Regions from separate parts of the Mus musculus genome. Here regions 1 and 3 are each linked to region 2. The links are chromatin contacts, called in public Hi-C and Micro-C maps. All regions are on one chromosome and are shown on one strand. The core of a region is the stretch at or near the end of the contact, and the rest is flanking DNA. Distances in the headings are between cores, read along the strand shown.

Region 1 (2,700 bases), core at 93-2,592, 3.8 Mb after region 2:
GCCATCCTTAGCCACCCCTGCTATGCCATCTTTGTTACTGGTATCGGTGTTTGTTTACTATACGGTGAGGCAAGGGCGTAGCCTACTGTGTGTGCCATTCTGTACAGAATCTCGTCTCTGACACCATTCAACCATCATTAGCTCTACTCTTTCCTCTAAGAAGTTTTCCAGTTTTGCAATGAAAAGTAACTCCAAAAGACCCTATCCAACGCCTGTGCAAAACTCTGACCAGACCTTACACAGCCGGCCAGCCCAGAGAACATCATGTGTGTGTCACACACCCCACCCCCTGGGCCTTCCCCCTCCCCAGCCCCTCCCCATAAGTCGCGGGCCACCTACCAGCGGGAAGGGTGCTGCGGGACCTGTGGGTACAGAGGCAGCGGCAGGGCCGGGGCGCTGGGCTGCCCCGTCCACACCCACCTGGGTCACAGCCTGCTGCCCCCCCGCGAAGGCAGCGGTGGACACGACGCTGACGGCGCCGGCCGCGTCGCCCTGGCCGTCCAGCTGACCATCAGTCACCTGGACTACGCGGTATGTCACCTGCAGGGGGCGGCAGAGCGACGAGACCGACGCTGGGGCCCGAGTGGGGGACAGGTCGGAGCCTCTCCCTGTCCCGCCGCACGCGTCTGCCCTTCCTCAGCTCACCCCGGCGCTGGCCCTCCGGGCTCCCGGCCCACGGCCGCCTCACCTGGCCTCCATTACTCTCTGTACGGAACTGGTACTGGATATTGTGGTCGCCGAACGCCGCCTGCTGGACACTGGCGATGGCCACCGCCGTCTGCTCCTCAGCCCCCGGGCCGTCCCCGCCTGTGGGGGCAGCAGGGCAGGGGGCACGCTCAGCGGGCGCGCGGGGCCTCCCGGCGTCCCCGGCCTGCAACCCCGGCGCGGGCCGCAGCCCCCGTGGCCCCCGCAAACACTCACCTTCCTGCAGCTCAACGCCCTCCTCGGCCTCGGGTCCCTTGTCGTGGCTGCGGGGGCACACCAGGGGCAGGGCCCGGGGTCAGCGAGGCCCGCACCCCTCGCCGGGGCGCAGCGGCCCGCCGCCCGCCCTCCAGGCCCGGCCCCCGCTAGGGTCAGCACCGCTGCCGAGCCCCGGCCGCCCGGATCCCCTCCCCGCGGCCTCCATTTTGAGCCGGGCCCAGAGGCCGCTCGGGATCATGGCGGCCCCTGCGCGCGGGGCTCGAGGGGCCGGGGCCCAGGGCGCGCGGAGGGGCGCGAGCTGTCGGCGCGCTTACCTGGCGGCGGCAGCAGCGGTGGCCGAGGAAGCGGGATCCAGACCCGGGTCCAGCATGTCCATGGGGGGGGCGGGGGGGAGGGGAGGGGAGGGAGGGGAGGGGGCGGGCGGCCGGGGGGGCCCGAGCCCGGCGCTCACGCCGCGCGGCAGGAGGGGACGGAGGAGACACGGGAGCCGCTTGCGCTGATCACGGGGACAAACAGTGGGGTCATGTGAGGAGGAGATGCCGCCGCCGCCGCCGCCGCCGCCGCCGCTACTCCTGCAGCTGCCGCCTCCTCCTGCCGCCTCCGCCCGCCGCCGGCTCCGGGCGGTGCGAGGCTCCGGGCCACAGCTCAGCTGCCCCCCGCCCGCCGGCCCGCCGCACGCGGCCTGGGGCCTGCTTCCCTGAGCGCTCGCCGCCGCCGCCGCCGCGACTTGAGCTTTTTTTTTTTTTTTTTTTTTCAACAGGGCCCTGCCCGGATGGCGGCCGCCCTGTTGCCCAGATCGCCAGCTCCCGCGCCCGCCGCCCGGCCTAGCCCGGTCCGGCGGCGGCGGATTGTGGCTGCAGCTGCCGCCGCTTTCTATCACCCCCCCCCCTTCTCTTTTTCCTTTTTTTTTTTTTTTTCCTCCTTTACTGGAGCTGCGCGCGCGCGGTGGCGGCGACGGCGCGATCCCGGGGCGGGCGGGCGCGCGCGCGCGCGCGGGAGAGGGCAGGCCCTAGGGAACGCGCGCGCTGTCTGTCTTTGGTGACGGCCGGGCGCGTACACACACATAGGCCCGGGGACTCTACACGGGACCACCACCGGTTGGAACGCAGGCCCGGCTGGAAGGCCGGCAACACGGATGCGGGGCTCAGATCGCCGGGGCACAGGGTTTGAAGACTGTAAAAGTAGGTCGTATAGGAGCCCGGAGGTTGGGGAGCCGGGTTGCGCGCTCGCGCGCTCCCGAAGGCGCATGCGCACGTCGGGGCGGGGCAGGGCGGAGGCGGCAAGGGGCACGTACTCTAGGCGGCTGGCTATGAAGAAGGCTAAAGGCCTGTCTGGCCGCTTCTTTTGCTGGTCCCCCTCCTCTCAACTCGTGCAGCAAAACAAGAGGCTTAGATCTTGTGATCAGGAATTTTATTAGGCTTGGTGAAGAGTTTCATCAATATTCCAATTAAAAAAGTATAAAAGCTACATAACAAAACGTGGGATCAGACGACTAAACTTTCCCGACTCAGGGCCAAATTCTGCAAAGGAGAAAAGAAAAAGTGTTAATTGTACGGGCTGGAGGAAGAGGCGTCCTGAAGATCTGAAGTCAAAGGGTCTAGGCTCACCTTTTTCATCCTCCGCTCCCTCGAGGCCTGCGAGTCAGTCTCAGAGTAAGGCGGAGGTGCTGGGGGATAGTGGCCCTCCTCTTCTTCTTCTTCTTCCTCCCTGTAAACGCGTCTTCTCTCCCCAGCCCCTTTTTTCTTTAAAGCCTCTTCTAAGAGTCGCCCATCATACTGA
Region 2 (3,043 bases), core at 167-2,666:
AGGTAACTCTCCACCCCCATTCTGGCTCGGCTAGACTCCAAGGACTCTGACACAGACCCTGGCAACTGAGGGAGAGCTTGATTCAGGGCCTGCGGCTGGCACGGGCTGTCCATGGCAGCAGTGTCTTCATCCCCCGGGCATGGAGGGCACGGCCCGGGCCCATGGTGCCACCCTCCTCCGCCTCCTCCTCCTCCACTTGATGCAGCCCGGGGCCGCTGGGCCTCGTGTGGGGCAGGGTGAGGCAGGGCAGGCAGCAGGGGCTCCTCTAGTGCTCTGGGGGTGCTCGCTGGTCCCCAAGTCCACAGTTGTCTCTAGGAGCTTGAGAAGGGACTGATGGGGGTGGCTGGAAAAGAGAAAAGGAAGAACTTAAAAGAAGTCAAGAGACGAGCAGGTGGGAAGGGGTGGGGATGGTACCAGCAGGAAGTAGATGACAGACTGGGCCACAACAAACACACACGCACACAGGGAGACAACATGGGGCATATAACTTGGGAATTTGAGAGGGAATGTCTGGCATAAAGAGTAATAGAGAGAAAGTGCAGAGAACGTTGCATGACGGCCCAGAGAGGAAGGTGATAGGGAGACAGATATCTGTGGACGAAAAGCGACGATGCAAGTGGAAAATACAAGGTACCTGCCTGAGGTTTCTATAGAGACTCAGAGAGATGAGGAGGGAGGAGACACAGAAAACGGGAGTGTGGAATCTAGGGTAAAGTCAGGGTTGTGGGGAACCAACGGGCAATGCCACCGCGCAACATTCGCGGGAACCTAATCGCCTGGGTGGAAGATTACGAGCCAGGGCAGGCGGGGAAAACCGGGAGTCCAGGGACAAAGAGAACAGGGAGAAAAACAAGACGGCAGGGGAGCGGGAGGGCCGGTGGGGTCGACCTGTGCCCTACGGGAGGAAGCCTACTGGGGCCCGACACACACCCAGCCGGAAGGGAGGTCCTGCCAGACGGACGGACTGACGGAAGGGAGCCCGAGAGCAGAGTCCGACCCGACTGCCTTCCTCCCAACCCCCTCCGCCAGGACCCAGGGGCCGCGGGACGCCCCGGGTGACTGAGGCGGGGCCGCCTCGGCCCGGCCCCTCCCCTTGGTGGTTATTGCGCGCTCCCGTGGCCCCCAATGGTCCGCCCCACCGCGCCGGGCGCGCGCTTCCTTCCCCACCCCCAACGCCCTAGCGTGGGGTCGCTGCCGCCCGCGCGCGCTCCCGCCTCCAGCCCCGTCGCCCGCGCCCGGCCACCGGGCCTCAGACTCCTTCTCCTCCCCGGGTCTTTCCCTTCGCGCGACCTCCTCACCGAGCTTTTTCCTCCGGCCTCGGCGCCGCCGTTTGTGCCAGCCGCCCTGCGCTTCGCAGCGCGCCATACCCCGCCCCCCACCGCCCGCGACGCCCCGCCCCCGCCTCGCCCGCTGGGCACGTGACAGCGGCCCGGCCGAGGAGACTGCGCGTGCGCGAACCGCACGTTGACAGGAGGCTTAGAACGCACTGCCCAAGAAGTGAGCTGGTCCGGGACGCGAGGCTTATTTGCATTATGTGCTCCTCCCCTTCCACGCGAAAGCAGACACGCAGGTTCAGTAAAAGGCGTTCTGTGAGTTCTCAAGACGGCCCCTTGGAGAGGGGTACAAAAGAGCAGTTTCACACAGAAAGGCCCACCCCTCGGAGCCAAAAGTGTCAGTGAACTTGTCAGCTGGGTTCTTGGCATTTGCTATGCAAATGTCTCATTTACATGGGCCGCTCCTGCACACAGCCCAAGAGTATATTGAGAAATGACTGCGCAGTTAGTTGGAAAGTGTATGTAAATTCCTACGTCAGTAATTTACATAAGCACTTAAAAAAAAATAACGGTGAGTACGGGACGTCCTTAGAGAAGCGAAACCGGGTAGAACAAATGAGCAAATGTGTACTATTTGCATGACCCGCTCCTCGCTGCTCCCTCAGGGCAACTGTGGGAGTCAGATTAAAGCAACCTGGGACAGACTCACAAAGAAGACATTTGCAAAACCCAGCTCCTCTGTAGCCCAAGCGGATTTTTTGTTTCTGTAGTGCTGGAGACTGAATCCAGAGCTTCACATGTGCGATGCAAGCGCTCTACCACTAAGCTACTCTTAATATTTATACCACCATTCCGGGGAGGGCTGTGTGGATAGGGTTATTTGAATGCCCGACCCTTTCCACCAACTCCAGGGCCTAACAAATGGGCAATAAGTGGGCTTGGATACTTGCTGACATTTTGTGAGAGCAGCTGAAGCTGTCCTGAGGGGGGCTGCACCTGTCTCCAGAAGGCTATGGCTATAAAGACATCAGGGTACATTAAGTATGACCAGGAGTCCGGGTTGCACAAGAACCACAGTGGCACATGGCGAAGAATGTTCGTGTTCGCAGGCACACAGACACACACAAAGAAACAAATCTCCATCAGTGCACACACAAACCTCAGGAGCACGTGTTTTTAGGAACACAGTGAGCCACCGTCCTAGTTTGCAGACATGAGGTGGTGTACACTAAGTCAAACCAGGCACAGACTCAAGACCCCCCCTTAGATTCCCAAGTCCTCGGTCTTGATGTTGCACACAACAGCAGCCTCACCAACACAGTCACCAGGCCAGAGACTACTCACATGCCACAGTGTCATACTGCCCCATACATGTCACACACAGGGATGTCATCGCTGCACACACCACCTTTGATGGATCGTGTACTGCCACTACCATGAAGCATGTACACAACCTGGGATGGGTACATTGTAATCCCAGCTCATGGGAGGCTGAGGCAGGGAGACCTCAAATTCCAGGTTAGTCTAGGCTATAACAAGGCCCTGTGTCAAAAAGGGGGGCTGTGTGTAGGAAAAAGCAAGGACATGTATACAATGACGAACTCTGTCCTCAATGAGTACGTGAGCCAGGATGTACCTACCCCAACTTGTCCCACAAACCAAGTCCCACCACCCACAAACAGGGGCTCCTCATGCAGAGGCCTATTCATAGCTTCCATTAGAGACCACTTCGGTTTCCTCATCTCAGAATGACAGAGGCCGAAACACAG
Region 3 (2,704 bases), core at 203-2,702, 4.0 Mb after region 2:
TAAGTGGTGGCTCTAGCATTAAATGTCACTCCCACCATGAAAGAGGTCTGCAGAGCCAGTCGTGGGTTGAGAGATAGGAAGGTTGGGTGAGGGGGTTCACTCTAGCTCTGTTTCTTTCTTCCCCTAGCTTCTGTGTTGGAATCCATCCCCTCCCGATCTTCACCATCTTGCCCTGTCCCCTCTTCCGCAGACTCACTTCCTCGCTTCAAGACCTTCACCCCAAGTTAAAAGTTCTTTGCTTCACCACTGGGTTAGAGGCCTCTGGTCCCTCTTTCACCCACTTACCTGCCACCTCTTGTGTCCCACCACACACTAACTGTATAAGTCATGTCACCAACTTTAGCTCTGGGTCTTTTCCTTGTCTCCCCAACCCCCAACCTCCTGATCTCTTAGTCTTCAAGGCTTCTGGTTCACCTTCCCGTTTGCTCCAGTCTCCCCCATGTTTATTCCTCCTAAAGGTCTCTGAAGATCCCAGCAGGGCTGTATTCCGTCGTTTTCCCACCACTGTATGTCTCGCCATTACTATTACTGTTGTTGTTTTAAACTCCATCTGGCAGGCATTCTGTTCCTGGGACTGCCTCTCTATCTCCATCCCTTCCTGGTCTCTCCAGATCTTTCTGCTGCTCTCAAGTTTCTCTGTTCCTGGCTCCGGTTCCTAACTCTCTCCCTCCAATGTCCCTGTCTGCCCCAGTCTGTCTCTCAGTTTACCTCCACGTCCAGGGCATGCCCGGAGTCCTCACTCGGTATCCATGCCTCCCGGTTCGTTTCGGGCCCCAGTCCCAGGCGCTGCCTTCCCCCACCCCTCACGCGGCTGTGGGTGTCACATTGCAGCCTGCGGGGCTCTGCAAGCAGCTGACTCCGCGTCTCCTCGCCCCCGGCCCGGCGCCCGCGGCGGCACCTCTGTACCAAGTGTCCCTCCACACCCCCCCGAGAAACCCTTGCATCTCCACGATCCTTCTGTGCCGTCCAGGGTCCCGCGACCCCAACGACCTCGCACCCCGCACAACTTCCCAGGCCGGGACTTGGCGCGGCTCCGGCCACTTGGGCGGGGGGCGTCCCGAGCGCCGACGGCGCGTGTCCCCCAGCAACACTCACCCAGCGCCGCGCCCACCACGAGAGCCAGCAGCGTCCCCATGGCCGCGCAAGGCGGTGGGTGCGCAGAGCGCGGCGACAGGCGATGGGCCCCGGCGGCGACTGGCCCGGGCGCGGGCGCGGCAGCTGCTGCTGGGGGGGCGCGCCCCCCCGCTCCGGTTACCGCCGGGGGCCCAGCCCCGGGGCTCGGAGAGCAGGCATCCCCGCCGCGCGGCGGGAGGCTCGGGATGCTGCGTGCGCGCGCGCCACAGGGCGCATCCAGGCTGCGGCGACCCCTGCCTGGCTCCGGACGTTGCTCGCGCTCGGGCTCCCGGCGCTGGGGTGCGGACCGCGGGCTCCTGCGCACTGCAGCGGCGGCCCGGGAGGGAGGAGGGAGACGGAGGAGGGAGGAGGGAGCGGGAGGGGGCGGGATGAATCACCGCGGGGGGAGGGCGCGGCCGCCCAGCCTTTGCCGCAGCGGCCCGGGAGGCGCCCGGGCACCGGCCTCTCCGGTGGCTTCGTGGCTTCTGCACACCCGTTGCATGGTCTAGGTCATTCCGGCTTCACCAGACTCTCTGGGGGTGTCGGAACCCTTTCCTCTTCCTCTTCTGAGAAAGGTCATCTCTAGACACCCAAGAGGACTTGGAGGACAGTTTGAGGGACCAATTTCCGTCTTCCTAATTATAGAGGTTAACCTTATCCAGTTCTTGGGGAGATAAGGCTGAGACATCCCAGAGACCTACTTATGACACCTGAGATCCCTCGGACTGGAGATCTCAGGACCTAAGAGGGCATGGCGGAGTGAAAGGGTCAAGCTAGGTATACATAGAAACCTGTAGACCTTATCCAAGCCAAAAGGGTACCTTGGCATCCCACAGCTCTGGGGGTCGGAGGTGCGGGATTTCAAAGGGGCCATTCCCGCGATCCCCCGCTGCTACTCTGACGTCATCTTCTCAGCTCTCCTCCCACTCCATCGTCCACCGTTCCTCCACCCCCAGCACACCAGCTCATCACTGCTTCAGGGCTTTTGCCCTACTTCCATTCTGCCTGGACACCCCCCACCCCGACCCCGCCTACTATCCCCAGGTGATGGAAGGGCTGATTGTGCTGAAGCCCAGGGCTCCAATGTCACCTTCACAGTATTTTCTGTGCCCATTTTGAGTAATCTGCCTTTCTCCACACTGACTACATCATCTTGGCTCTTATTTACTTTGTCAGAACAGCTGTCAGTACCTAACATTATGGGGGTTTGTTTTGGTTTTTATTATATTTTACTTACTCTGTATGTGTGAGACCATACACCAATTCCGAGGCATACATATGAAGGTCAGAGGGCAACTTGGGGGGGGGGGAGTGAGTCCTATATGTTTAACTTTGGAGACAGGATCTCACTATGTAGACCATGCTGACTTCTAACTGGTGGTCTCCTGCTTCAGTATGTACCACCACACCACGTTCGTATTCTTTTATATGATTTGTCTGTTTGTTGTGTGTACCTCACCCCCTGGGTGAGGGCACTGACCTGTGTCCCAAACAGGTCCCTAGCACCTTAACTTCTGCTAGGATCGTTAAAGGGCCACCAGGACCAAGGTGGGAGAGAGACTCTTGGCAGGGGTTGGCTGGCCCTGTCCTA

Evidence for each region. Hi-C and Micro-C count contacts between places; a contact is called where the count stands out from the background.
Region 1: a Hi-C map of cerebellum shows a contact between it and region 2, with 4 times the contacts expected there. The contact joins the promoter of Usf2 here to the promoter of Egln2 in region 2. A contact is called at or near these places in 2 of 484 Hi-C or Micro-C datasets (cerebellum and rod photoreceptor).
Region 3: a contact with region 2 is called in a Micro-C map of embryonic stem cells, with 5 times the contacts expected there. The contact joins the promoter of Scn1b here to the promoter of Egln2 in region 2. A contact is called at or near these places in 1 of 39 promoter capture datasets (cranial neural crest) and 1 of 484 Hi-C or Micro-C datasets (embryonic stem cells).

Annotation. Positions count from the first base shown.
Region 1 is chr7:30,955,461-30,958,160 of GRCm38.p6, forward strand. It overlaps Usf2 (upstream transcription factor 2), which reads right to left and starts at 1,343. Exons shown (of 10, transcript NM_011680.2): 1 at 1,236-1,343; 2 at 922-968; 3 at 689-807; 4 at 340-540. The coding sequence starts at 1,297. It overlaps Lsr (lipolysis stimulated lipoprotein receptor), which reads right to left. Exons shown (of 10, transcript NM_017405.2): 9 at 2,529-2,700; 10 at 2,310-2,441. The coding sequence ends at 2,406.
Region 2 is chr7:27,165,386-27,168,428 of GRCm38.p6, forward strand. Egln2 (egl-9 family hypoxia-inducible factor 2) reads right to left here and starts at 1,417. Exons shown (of 6, transcript NM_053208.4): 1 at 1,299-1,417; 2 at 1-343. The coding sequence starts at 113.
Region 3 is chr7:31,125,571-31,128,274 of GRCm38.p6, forward strand. Scn1b (sodium channel, voltage-gated, type I, beta) reads right to left here and starts at 1,453. Exons shown (of 6, transcript NM_011322.3): 1 at 1,096-1,453. The coding sequence starts at 1,135.